3 separate regions of the Mus musculus genome follow, and all the other regions are linked to region 2. The links are chromatin contacts, called in public Hi-C and HiChIP or PLAC-seq maps. All regions are on one chromosome and are shown on one strand. Each heading gives the region's core, a stretch centred on a gene start, on an enhancer-like site or on the middle of the called end of the contact. The rest is flanking DNA. Distances are from core to core; before and after follow the strand shown.

Region 1 (3,892 bases), core at 996-3,495, 220 kb after region 2:
AAAGAAAAAGAAAAAAAGAAAGAAAGAGAGAGGGGGGAGGGGAGGGGAGGGGAGGGGAGGGGAGGGGAGGGGAGGGGAGGGGAGGGGAGGGGAGAAGAGAAGAGAAGAGAAGAGAAGAGAAGAGAAGAGAAGAGAAGAGAAGAGAAGAGAAGAGAAGAGAAGAGAAGAGAAGAGAAGAGAAGAGAAGAGAAGAGAAGAGAAACAGTCCTTGTAACTTGCTCTCCAAGCTGTCTTCTGGGGTTTCCAGGTGTAGATTTTCCTTCAGGTCATTCACATCTGCAGTCTCCATCCTTAAAACAGCCGGTGTCAAAATGAATTTCCCAATTAGTGTTTGTGAGAAAGCCTGGGAGACCAATCCCTTAGCTACTGCCATGGCAACACTGCAGTGGTTCTGCCTCTGGAAATGAGTTTGAACTCTCCTGAATGTGGAGACCAGCATAAAATTCCCTAACTGTGGAGACCACTGTGAAGTCCCCTGATGTAAAGACCACTGTAAAGTCCCTTAAAAGAGGAGACCACAAGAAACTCGTCTAGCTATGGAAACCACTGTAGATTCCTCTGGATGTGGAGAGCATTTTGAAGTTCCATGGAATACAAGGTGTAAAATGAACTTAAATGTCTATTACAACCTAGGCTATAAAATGGGCTCGTTTCTGATAAGGCATGGTGTGGCACAGCTTTGCGGTGCCATTGCTAGTGAGGCTGAGGTAGGACATCAAGAGCTCAAGACCAGCCCCGTCTGTACGTTAAGACTGTTTCTCAAAAACAGTGTCAGAGGATGTGGCCCAGTACTTGCCTTGGACATGGTCTTGTACAGGACCATGGGTTTGATCCCCAACACTGAAAAACAAGGAGAGCGAGCAAGCAAGCAAGAGAGAGAGAGAGAGAGAAACAAACAGGAGCAACTCATGCCCATCCATGACTTTCATCTACTTGTGCATGTGCACTTACGTGCACATACACACACACACACACACACACGTGCGTGCATATGTATGTGTGCATGTGTGTCTTTTCATGCATGTGTGCCTGTGTGTGTGCATATGTATGTACATGTGTGTATGGGCATGTGGGTATGTGTGTGCATGTATGCCCATGTATGTATGTGTGTGTATGCACATGTGCTTGTGTGTATGTGTGTGTGCATGTGTGTGTGTATGTATGTGCATGTGTGTATGGGCATGTATGTATGTGTGCATGTGTGTCTTTTCATGCATGTGTGCCTGTGTGTGTGCATATGTATGTACATGTGTATATGGGCATGTGGGTATGTGTGTGCATGTATGCCCATGTATGTATGTGTGTGTATGCACATGTGCCTGTGTGTGCATTTGTGTGTATGTGTGTGTGCATGTGTGTGTATGTATGTGCATGTGTGTATGGGCATGTATAGTATGTGTGCATGTGTGTGTGCATGTATATGCACATGTACCTATGTATATGCTTGTGCATGCCTCTGTGTGTGTTTGAATGTGTGTATGTGTATGTGCACGTCTGCATGTGCAAGTATATGCCTCTGTGTGTGTGTGTGTGTGTGTGTGTGTGTGTGTGTGTGTGTACCATATTCCTTTGCATCATGGTTTTTCTCTCTCAACCTAAATCTAGGCTGGCCATCAGCAAAGGCAGACATCTTCCTCTCTCATCACGGCACAACTCTGGGGTTTCAGGCACACTCCTGGTTTCTTGTGTCAGTGCTGGGGATTTGAACTCAGATCCTCATGCATATACAACTCCTTTTACCACGGAGCCAACTTGTAAACCTCCCTTTTGTCTTTTTATTAATAAGAAGACTGGATGCAATAATAATTAACTGTCATCTATAAGCTCATAGAATATACAATACCACCCAAGTTATAACAAGCTATGGTATTTCCATTATGACTAACACCAGTGTATTGTTTAGGGAGACAGTTGTAACTCTCAGTGCTGGTGGACACATAACACTCAGAAGACCCAATCAAATGGAGACCTCCGTCAAATCAGGAAGGCTCACAGACAGTCCCGTGTGATTGCCCAATACCAGCAAACTCTGTGGTGTCTTCTGCGCCACTGTGAAGATGAACTGCTAACCAGTGTGACTGACACCTACTGTCAGAAGGCTTTCTAGAACAACTCCGAAACGAGAGTGTGGCCACTGTGTCCCAAGGCTGAGGTTTCTGGAGTTTCCACCCGTGGTCTGGGCGGAGATGGTGTGATTGAGTCTCACATCTGCCAAGGGGCTGAGGTGAAGGAAAAGGGAACTGGATTGGTTCTCACCTCATCAGATCTGACCACATCCTCCCTCTCCAGCTACCCCCTGTGAAGGGGAAGGGAAGACAATGGCAGCCTCGAAGTAAAAGAAGGGAGAGGTAGGGCAGGCAAATGGTGAGCCAGGGAAAGAAAGGTAGGGGCAAAGTCAGGAGACCTTCAGAGTGGCAGGGACAAGAACTCAGAAGGTGACAATGTGGTAATCACACCTGTAATCCAGAATTTGAAAGACCAGGGCAGGACTGCCGTACGCTTCAAGCCAGCCTGAGATACCCACATGTCAAAACCAATTAATTAATGAATCCATTAATTAACTAAAGAAAGTAAAGACAACAGGGTCTTTGTCAGCGGAACAATTATATACAACCATGTTTTGTGAGGGCAGTATTATGGTATGCTTGTCAGGATAGTGACATCTTACAGAGAAAAAAAAAATAACGTTTTCTAAACAGGCTTGATAATGTAGAGCCAATAATCTCAGCTCCTTGGAAAAGCTGAAGCAGGGGGATTATAAATTTGAGCCAGCCTGGGATAATTAGTGAGACCCTGTCTCAAAATAAAAATAAAAATAAAGTTTTAAAAGAGGTGTGGGGTGGGGATATAGTTCAGTGGTAGAGCATTCTCCTAGTATCTGATGACGATGACAATGACGATGACGATGACAATGATGATGATGATGGAGGAGAAGTAAGGAAAGCTTTCCAATAATAATTTTCTTTAGTTTTCTAAATGGGGGGATAATAATCTTTCATTGCACATAGTAACACAGTTGTCTAGATGCAGCACTTTGGTTTAGTGATTCTGGAACTCACTAAAAATGAGAAGTGGGAGGGAACACAGGAGCAGATGAAGAGGACAGCCCAGCCTGACCAGGGTTGCTATTCACTCCCACAGCACATCAGCAGTTCAGAGGACTTAGCATATCCCTGAGTGACAGGTCCACCTTCTACCCAGAATGGGGCACGGATTCTCAGAAGCGTAACTCTCATCCATCCACTGCTTCCCCTTTTTTATTTCAAGAAATAACCTGACCAGGAAATTTGTGTAACTTGCCTAAGGCTGCAGGTGGCTAGCTGGACCCAGAATCCGGGCCTCCTGGGGCTTCTTCCTAATCCAGTCTTCTGGCAGCAGCATCCCTCCCAACACCAACCAAGTCACAGAACACCACCTAGGCCATGATTTTGAAAGTAAAAAGCAAACAAGAACAGAAAATCTTACCGACGGGGTCTTTCATCTATGTAACAATGTAACAACTAGTTGGACGGACCTGAGTCACCCAATGAACACCCTTTAAAAAAAAGCTAATGAAACTGATCAGACTAACTCTCCTGGCACACCAGAGAGCGAGTGAGTCAGGATGAGTCACTGGATCAAAAGCTACAGGAGAGCATTCACAATAGCAGGTGATCAGCATAGTGCTGTTCACAGGATCTCGGACCCTCACTTAGCCACCCACGACTGGAGAATACTCCGTAGAGCGAGTTCACCAGAAGTGTTCAGAAGTGCTGTGATGGACAGTGAGAAGCTGGCGGATCTTGAAAGTCTCCTTCTCTCCTGCGTTTGCGTGTTTCTTCGTTCTGTTCGTTAAGGTCTCTTGTACTTTACGTCATGTCTACGTGTGGGTGTGAGCATGTGAGAACACACC
Region 2 (4,024 bases), core at 421-2,920:
TGGGTTGAACATGTTGTAGTTATGTTTATGAGTGAGTGTGTGTGTGTGTGTAAAGCAATTAAAGAAAAGAGGCCTCTAAAGAGAGCAGGAAGGGATGTTACATGGGAGAGAAAGTTTGGTGGTATATAAGATAGAAGAGATGGGGTAATTATACTATAAACTCAAAAAACAATATTTAAAAAAAAAGATATTCCAGAGGAAACTGAAGAAACCAAGACATATGACATAGTAATAAATTCAGTATGAAGTAAGTAAGTGTGTTTTTTAAGTTTTGATTCAAGCTGAGGGAGTGACTCGGTTGGTATGATCTTTGGCTCATTAGCATGAGGACCAAGTTCCATACCCAGCACCCAACTAAAAAGACGAGTACTGGGGCAAACCAGGAGGATGAGAGAGAGAGAGAGAGAGATTGAGAGAGTTTTCCTCCCACTACAATATGCTCTAACATCTCAAAAATGCAGCGTTTTTATTTCAAGGCTGGATTTCTCCGTAAGGGATCACACAGTGCCACACAGATACTAAGAGTTCCATACCAAATACAGACTCTGGAGCTGTGCCTATTTCTGGCACTGACCATCCAAAACTACACAGGAGACAATATCACTTCTCTAAGTCATGGGTAGATGTGCCCTAAGAGTTAAGGCCATTCTCATTTCAGGAAACACACAAAAAGACACAAAACAAAACAACAAAACAGTCATTCAGAAGAAGGAAAAACTGGAAAAACCACCACTGATGCAACACATACCTTCTAAACCTAACACAAAACACCAGGGCTGACAATATCTTAACCTCTTTTTTAAAAGTACATTACCCACTGGCTTGCCTCAGCATACCAAAAGGTGTTTAAACATTAACACTTTTCCTAGGAAACACACACACACACCTCCGAGTTATCTCTCACCCTCAGCAATTTCTCTCCACCACCCCAACCTGATGTCCAAACTTCTCAAAAACTTTGCAGCTTTGAACATTTTGAGCTAAGCAAAAAACCAAAACAAAACAAAACAAAACAAAACAAAACAAAACAAAACAAAACAAAAATGGTAGCAGGTTTTCCTCTACCATGATTTTTAGGATGTTGCTTTCTATGTCTTCCTGGAAACTTTCTTCACCTCAACTGGATGGGGACAACATTTTCTTTACATTTTAGTGGTTGTGTTTTGGGCTCCATTGACCAAGCCTGAAGGTTAGAAGAACTGATATTGGGGAGTGAACAACAGAATTGCTGACAGAGATCTCACACAGTGGATCTACCTTGAGAGTTCGCCAGCCTGGGCCTGCCAAAATCGAGGGGTAAATGTCAGATAAGGATCTGAGTTCTTGGGTGTTTAACTGAACCAAACCTCCCAACCTTTTTGAGGTTTGCCGATGACTGGTAATTATATTGTCATTTAACAAAAGTATCTGCATTAAACCAGAGATGTGAAGTTAATGGTTAGGTTCACATCCATTACACACACACACACACACGCACACACACGGGCACACACACACACAAGTGAGCATTGACAAAGCACACAGGGTCTGCATGAGGTGGGGAAGGGATGGAAGATGGAAACTAATGTAGGCTAGAGACTATAAATCAGTGGCTAAATGCTACCTGTCAGGTTGGGGAGTTATGCTAATGTGGGGTGTTTTATTTCTTTCCAGTGCAGAGAGGTCAAAGGGAGGAGGCACAGATGTGTAACTTAATGGAAACACTGAGGAAAACCCCAAAGCACAAGATCACCACTGCGCAAATGTTGAAGAAAGTGATTCTATGTAAGGCGGGCTTTTAATCATCTCTGTCAAGGTAGAATCATCTAAGGTAAAGGCCAAGCTTGTGGGTTTCCAGGGAGGCAGCAGAAAGCCTGAGGACTCGCCCTCAGCCTCTGTACCCAGGACCCTTTCTTCGAAGTGCTTTTCATTTTGACTAAAGCAAGTACAGGGTAAAGTGACTTGTCATTTCTCAGTGACTTGTCAGTTCTCTCAGTGGGAAGTGAGTGAGTGAGTACATGGCAGGGTGAGGGGGTGGGCCCAAAACTCCTTCTTATGTGGCATGGAATTGAGTGCAACTTAATCATCCCACTCCCATAATATGTTGCCAATTGGTTGTATGCTAACGGTCAAAATAATAACTTTATAATAATATATGTTGATTTTTTTTAGTATTTTTCTGTGTGTAGTTTGTAGTGTGTGCATGTGTCATGTCTGTGTATATATATGCATGTGCCCATGTTATATGTATTTGTGTGCCTGTGTGCATCTGTGTGTGTGTGTGTGTGTGTTCCTATATGTGTGTTCAAGTGTGTGTGCCTGTGTGTATCTGTGTGTGTATATGTGTGTGTGTTTGTGTATGTGTATATGTGTGTTTGTGTGTGTCTGTGTGCATCTGTGTATGTGCATGTATGTATGCACTCTCACACGTGTGTGTGTGTGTGTGTGTGTGTGTGTGTGTGTACACATTCAACTATGGGTGCCTTTGGAGACCAAAGACAGCTCATATGTGTCTTTCTCACTCTGCACCTAATTTTTTTTTTTTTTTTTTTTTTTACAATAGGGTTTCTCACTGAAATAGGACCTTGCCATTTCTTCAAGGTTGGCAGGTCAGTGAGCTCCCAGGATCTGCTATCTTTGTGCCCTCAGTGCTGTTACCGTGAAGGCTGCTGTGCCCACCTTGTGTATGGGTGCTGGAGATCCAAACTCATGCTTGCAGAGAAAGCACTCTACCCATAGACCTCTACTCCAGCACATAAATATAGAATAAACTTTAAATTAATGTAATTAATATTTCTATGAAAAGTGTGTAAGCAACCTTGCAGTCCTTGTTTTAAAAGATATTGCTGAAAACGTAGTTGATTCTTTTTAATCAGAGCTCAGAACTATCTACCAAGAAGAAAACAGAGGTATGTGGGCTGATCTTTAATCCAAAAGGAAACAAAGATTCTCAGCATCACTACGATAGAGGCTGACCCAGAAGATGACCTCTTAGATGTCATGGATTATAAACACATTCAAACTAGGATCAGAATTCAAAACCAACATGAAAAGAAGTATTAAGTCAAGAGGACCTTGGGAAGAAGAGAGTTGTCATGTTCTCAGTCTGGATAGGACTGGCCCTGACCTCAGCCTCAGATCTGCTTTGGGAGATAAGGACAGAAGTGAAGACCAGAAGGTTACTCCTGCGTGGCTTAATTAGCATCCATCAATGACACTCAAGTCTCCTCGGCCCAGTCCTGACCATCATCTCTAGTGTCCAAGACTAGAAGGGGCACTGCCAACTTCCTAGCAGCTTTTGGAAGTTTGGACTTTGCAATTTGCTAAGTTTGTGTGCCCAAAACCTTAGTGGTTTTGGTGATGCTGAAAACCCCACTGTATCTACCTAACGCCCACTTTGTCAAGTCCAAGTCAACCACAGGCTAGAGCTTCTGCCTCCACCACACATGGATCCTTCCTTCTAGCCACGCCCTAAACACTGACTCTAGGCTGCACAAGTTCCAAGAAGTCTGTGTCCCTGTCCTTTTACACGTCTTGGACTTTCATTGCTACTTCCCTTCACGGCTCTGCACACACATATTCCCATCTCTGCGCCCCCCCTGGATGTGCTCAGATATTCCATCTTAGATGAAACCATTCTAGATCTATATTGCCAGCTAAACACAGAAGACATATTTCAAGAACACAACCTACTGGTTTGTCCCAGCAGAATAATAGATGACTAAATGCTAACTACATATCTAATAGCTTACTTGCCTTTAAATGTAACCGATCTTCTGTCGTCTCTCTGACAGACCAGACTTTTTTTGTATGTATCCAGTTCTATTTTCTCTTTACACCCTTCTCCGTCACCCGACACTAAATGGCTGCCACCGCACCTTCAAAAGGTCACTGAACTTATTGCCCACTTATTTATTTATTTTCTTTGGGAAATGCCAATACAATTCAACGAAGGCACTTCAAGTTACTAAATGCAATGACCTTCACCTCCTTCTCGCTGAGAGTGACACTTGGCTAATGATCTGCTTGGTTGGGTTCGCACAGT
Region 3 (3,795 bases), core at 124-2,623, 200 kb before region 2:
TTATAGACATGAGGGTATGAAGTTCATATTTTTTTCACATACCCACAAAATATGATTTCAATTTTTTCAACCATTTAAAAGCAAACAAATCATTCTTAGCTCACAATCCATATAAAAACAGGTGGTAGATAAGATTGAAGTCAGAGGCCATAATTTGCAAACCCTTGATCAAAAGGTTTGAATGCAATTAAAACAACAGACATGTGCAGAAAACTATGAATTGTAGTTAGTTATTTGTCTGCTCTGCTTGCATTGAACCTATTTAAATCCTAAAATTACTATCAGTCTTTCTGCTTTGACTGATCTGCACCAGCACAACCTACTTCTAAAATCCAGTGTAGATCTGCCGGTTAACAAGCTCTGTGGCCTTGGGCAATTTACTTAACTCTAAGCCACAGCTTCCTCATTGTAATAAGCAGTTATCCGGCAGGTTGATTGTTGTAGGCATTGAATTAAAAAATAGATGTCAAAAAATTATCAGTGATCCCCAGCATGTTGTAAACTTTCAATAAGTATTAACCCTATTAGTGCTCATATTATTATTACTATTGTCAAAATCATCAGCCCTGATTTAAAACACAAAATCAAAATAGCATATCAGTTGAAGCTCACGTCTGCAAGATGATGGAGGTCACCTTGAAGGTGACTAAAAGTCCTTTAAGTCTCTTTTGCAAGGTCCTTACTACCGGATAATTAAATCATATCTAAAACACTGCCTTCCTTACAAAATGAGAACATTTTGCCGTACTCTATTCTAGCAAAGAATCTAGAAAAATTAATCTATGCATGTCACCTAACACAATCCAGTCCCCAGGCTAGTCTGTCGGTGACTAGCTATGCTAGAATCTTGGGTCATAGTCAATATCTCATTCCCTAGTCTTAGCTTATTTGGGCGTTTATTTTTAATGTTTGCAAGCCACAGTAAAAAAAATGGAAAGATACAAACATTGGCATAATGAACCTCTATGCTTGAGGAGGACCATACTTATGTATCAATTAATTGAGCTCTGAGCATATAAAATACTTCTTGGGGGGCATATCAAAGGCAGCAGTGCTACCAATGGCCAGTTACACATAACAAAGTCTAGCTCTCCCTTTCCTTGGTCCCTCTAATATTTCTTGAACATGTCGTGTGTGTCTAGCATCATGGATCCTCTAACCATTTCTGTGGTTCGAGCATGAGTTACTAAAGATGAGATATGCAAATAAAATGCTTTAAAAGACCCAGAAATCACCACTGTCTATGTGTGGGCCAAGGAAAACCATGACTATGCTAAAAGTCATCAAGTTCCTTTGTTATCTGAGACTCGACTGTTTTCAGCTCAAAAGACTTGTGGGCAGGTAGCTTCGGTGAAGTTCACCATTTATCTGTTGGAGAATCAGCTGAGCGTGACTACGTTATCTGACGCTCTGTTTCAAAGGACTGATGGGTTGTGTTCTCAGAAGGGCTTGGCAATTCATCAGCAGCAGGAATGAGAGATGGTTCCCAGAAAACAATTTCCCTGTCATCTCAAGCTTTGTGTATGGCAGGAACCAAATGTCAGGTCTGATAGTTTGAATAGCAAGAAGCCTGGCCAAGTGTGAGAAAGAGACAACTTCTGTAATTCTGAAAGCACATTTGGATGAAATCAAGTAAGCATGGCTCAGATGATCATAACAATTAAGGATCTCCACCAGAGAAACTTGGAGCAAGTGAGGGATGGTTCTGCACATGTTAACAAGCAGATGCTCAGGTTTCTTGCTATGGCTAATCCCATACTTTCTGATCTCTTTTCTCTGTTAAGTTTGCTGTCTAGTCAAGTGTGTGCTTTTTGTCTGCAATTCTATTGCTCAGGTATTTCATTAAACATTTTTCCTTGTACTGCAAAATTGATCGATGAGCTAGGTGACTATCAGTGAACCCAGTCACTTAACTAATTCCCTCTCTGTTATATTTCTTTATAAGCGTGGGAACCCTCAGAAATGAATAGATAGATCACTAGGTACATAATTCTTTCCTTTGATTTCTCAGAGCTCATTTTTAAGACACTTAAAAGCTTCTAAACCACTGTCCCATCCTTTTTTTCCCCTGCCAGCTACTTCTTTAAGAATATTTTCATGCCTTCAGTTTCCTGTTAGTGAGCTCAAATAAGAAAATGCTTAAAGACCCTCACTCTTCCAGGGTAACTAATGTTTTATTTAAAGTTAAAGTTTTATGTTTTATGTTTATGTTTTATTTATTTATTTGTATGTTTTTTATTTTTATGTTTAATGTTTTATTTAAAGCTGTAAATGTCTAACAGCAACATCTCACACCTTCAAAACAACTCAGGAAGAATAAAATTCTTCCAAACATCTTTCACTTCAATAACTCCAGGCTTGTTTTATCTGCATGCATTTGGTTCCCAATCCATCAATCCATTACCCAGTTTTAAGAGGGTAATAGTAGACATTAGGGACTACTGTAAACACAGTGTTCTGAATTCTTCCAAGAAAGCAACAGATAACTGGAGCGCAATTCATCATCCCCTGCCAGAGAAACAGGGACTTTGTTGGAAAACCTGTCCTGCCCCTTTCTCTCCTTCAAGACTAAAACCTGTTGATTTCTCTTTGTACTACTAGAGACTAAACCCACGCTCTTACCTATTCTACAGAAATATTCTATCAAAACGTCACATCTTCAGTCCTTAAAACAGCCACTTTTGAAGCTAGCAATATATCTATCTTTCCATTACCTAATTTATAAAGAAAGTTAATGGGACACAGGACCACAAAGTAATAGGACAGTTATTAGTTTATTCATCTTCATATAGATTAGGTTTGTAAGGTTGAGAACAAACTGACCCTACTTTCAAGAAATGCCCAGGTACACTAAGATAACGAATAAATGCAAAACCAGTAAGTCTGTTTGCATGATGCACAAAGAGACTATTGCTGAATCTATTTTTTTTTCTCTCTCTCTTGGAAAGAACAGAGTCTACTGTACAGGAACACTAAGCTCTGGGACAAAGCCAAAAGACTCTCGAGACTGAAACTTGGAGTGTGTAGCCTCATCCCTCCAGGATCCATAATGAAACTATGAATGTAGCACAAGCAGAGAAGAGTATCCGCTAACATTGTATAGTTGAAACCACTGCAAACACGAGACCTACAGTGGAGAGCAAGTGGCTGCACTTTCTGGATAAACTGAGATCTTGGAAATTTTTTTCATTTAGTTAGCCATCAAAGCAGAAGTCAGCCGCAGAATATATCAGTAGTGCAGAGACAGAACAAGCAGAGCATACCCAGCAAGAATATAGCACAAATCTTTGAAAATTACATACCTTTCACTCCAAGGAAACGCAATACAGGAGTTATTTTGTGAGAACCAATACGTTGATAGGACTTTCTGGTAATAACTGGAAAGGGGAAATGGAAAGGTGAATTAACAAGCAATTGTGAGCTCAACTCCATAAAATTCAAGTAAAAACTGTGATTGTTCTGTTCGCACTGCGGCTATAATACTGTAGTTTTACAGAAGAGTAATGGTAGGAAAGTTACAAAGCCATATCAGATATATTGTGTAAGTAGAGGAGATGGACGGGTATACGCTGTGTACATGTTTGACAAATAATTACCAAGTGCTTTACGTAAACCTCAGCTGAGAAAATAACAGCGAACGCTAGTGGTTTGTCCATGTTTATTTAGAACCTGATGACCTGACACAGTCTCCATCCTTAGTTTTGTCTTGATCCCTCATCTTAATCATCTACAAACAGTATTGGCAATTTTCTATGCATATGAAAAATAGAGACAACTCAAGCAATTAGGCATTTC

What was found. Hi-C and Micro-C count contacts between places; a contact is called where the count stands out from the background. HiChIP or PLAC-seq counts read pairs in DNA pulled down with a chosen protein or histone mark.
Region 1: a contact with region 2 is called in a BATF HiChIP or PLAC-seq map of CD8 T cells, with 9 read pairs. The contact joins two enhancer-like sites. A contact is called at or near these places in 1 of 15 datasets of contacts at CTCF or cohesin (CD8 T cells) and 1 of 115 datasets of contacts at active chromatin or transcription factors (CD8 T cells).
Region 3: a contact with region 2 is called in a Hi-C map of group 2 innate lymphoid cells, with 4 times the contacts expected there. The contact joins two enhancer-like sites. A contact is called at or near these places in 4 of 484 Hi-C or Micro-C datasets (Th2 cells and group 2 innate lymphoid cells) and 1 of 115 datasets of contacts at active chromatin or transcription factors (CD8 T cells).

The regions. Positions count from the first base shown.
Region 1 is chr2:9,799,521-9,803,412 of GRCm38.p6, forward strand. No RefSeq gene overlaps it. Among named protein-coding and RNA genes, the nearest start is that of Gata3, 77 kb to the right of the region's middle. Within about 2 kb of position 2,246, at least 35 of the 459 cell types and tissues checked have an H3K27ac peak or open chromatin away from gene starts, as enhancers often do. A contact at or near this core is called in CD8 T cells, where this site is marked.
Region 2 is chr2:9,576,366-9,580,389 of GRCm38.p6, forward strand. No RefSeq gene overlaps it. Among named protein-coding and RNA genes, the nearest start is that of Gm13218, 15 kb to the right of the region's middle. Within about 2 kb of position 1,671, at least 15 of the 459 cell types and tissues checked have an H3K27ac peak or open chromatin away from gene starts, as enhancers often do. A contact at or near this core is called in CD8 T cells, Th2 cells and group 2 innate lymphoid cells, where this site is marked.
Region 3 is chr2:9,376,803-9,380,597 of GRCm38.p6, forward strand. All of the region lies in intron 1 of Gm13219 (predicted gene 13219), which reads left to right. Among named protein-coding and RNA genes, the nearest start is that of Gm13219, 26 kb to the left of the region's middle. Within about 2 kb of position 1,374, at least 7 of the 459 cell types and tissues checked have an H3K27ac peak or open chromatin away from gene starts, as enhancers often do. A contact at or near this core is called in Th2 cells and group 2 innate lymphoid cells, where this site is marked.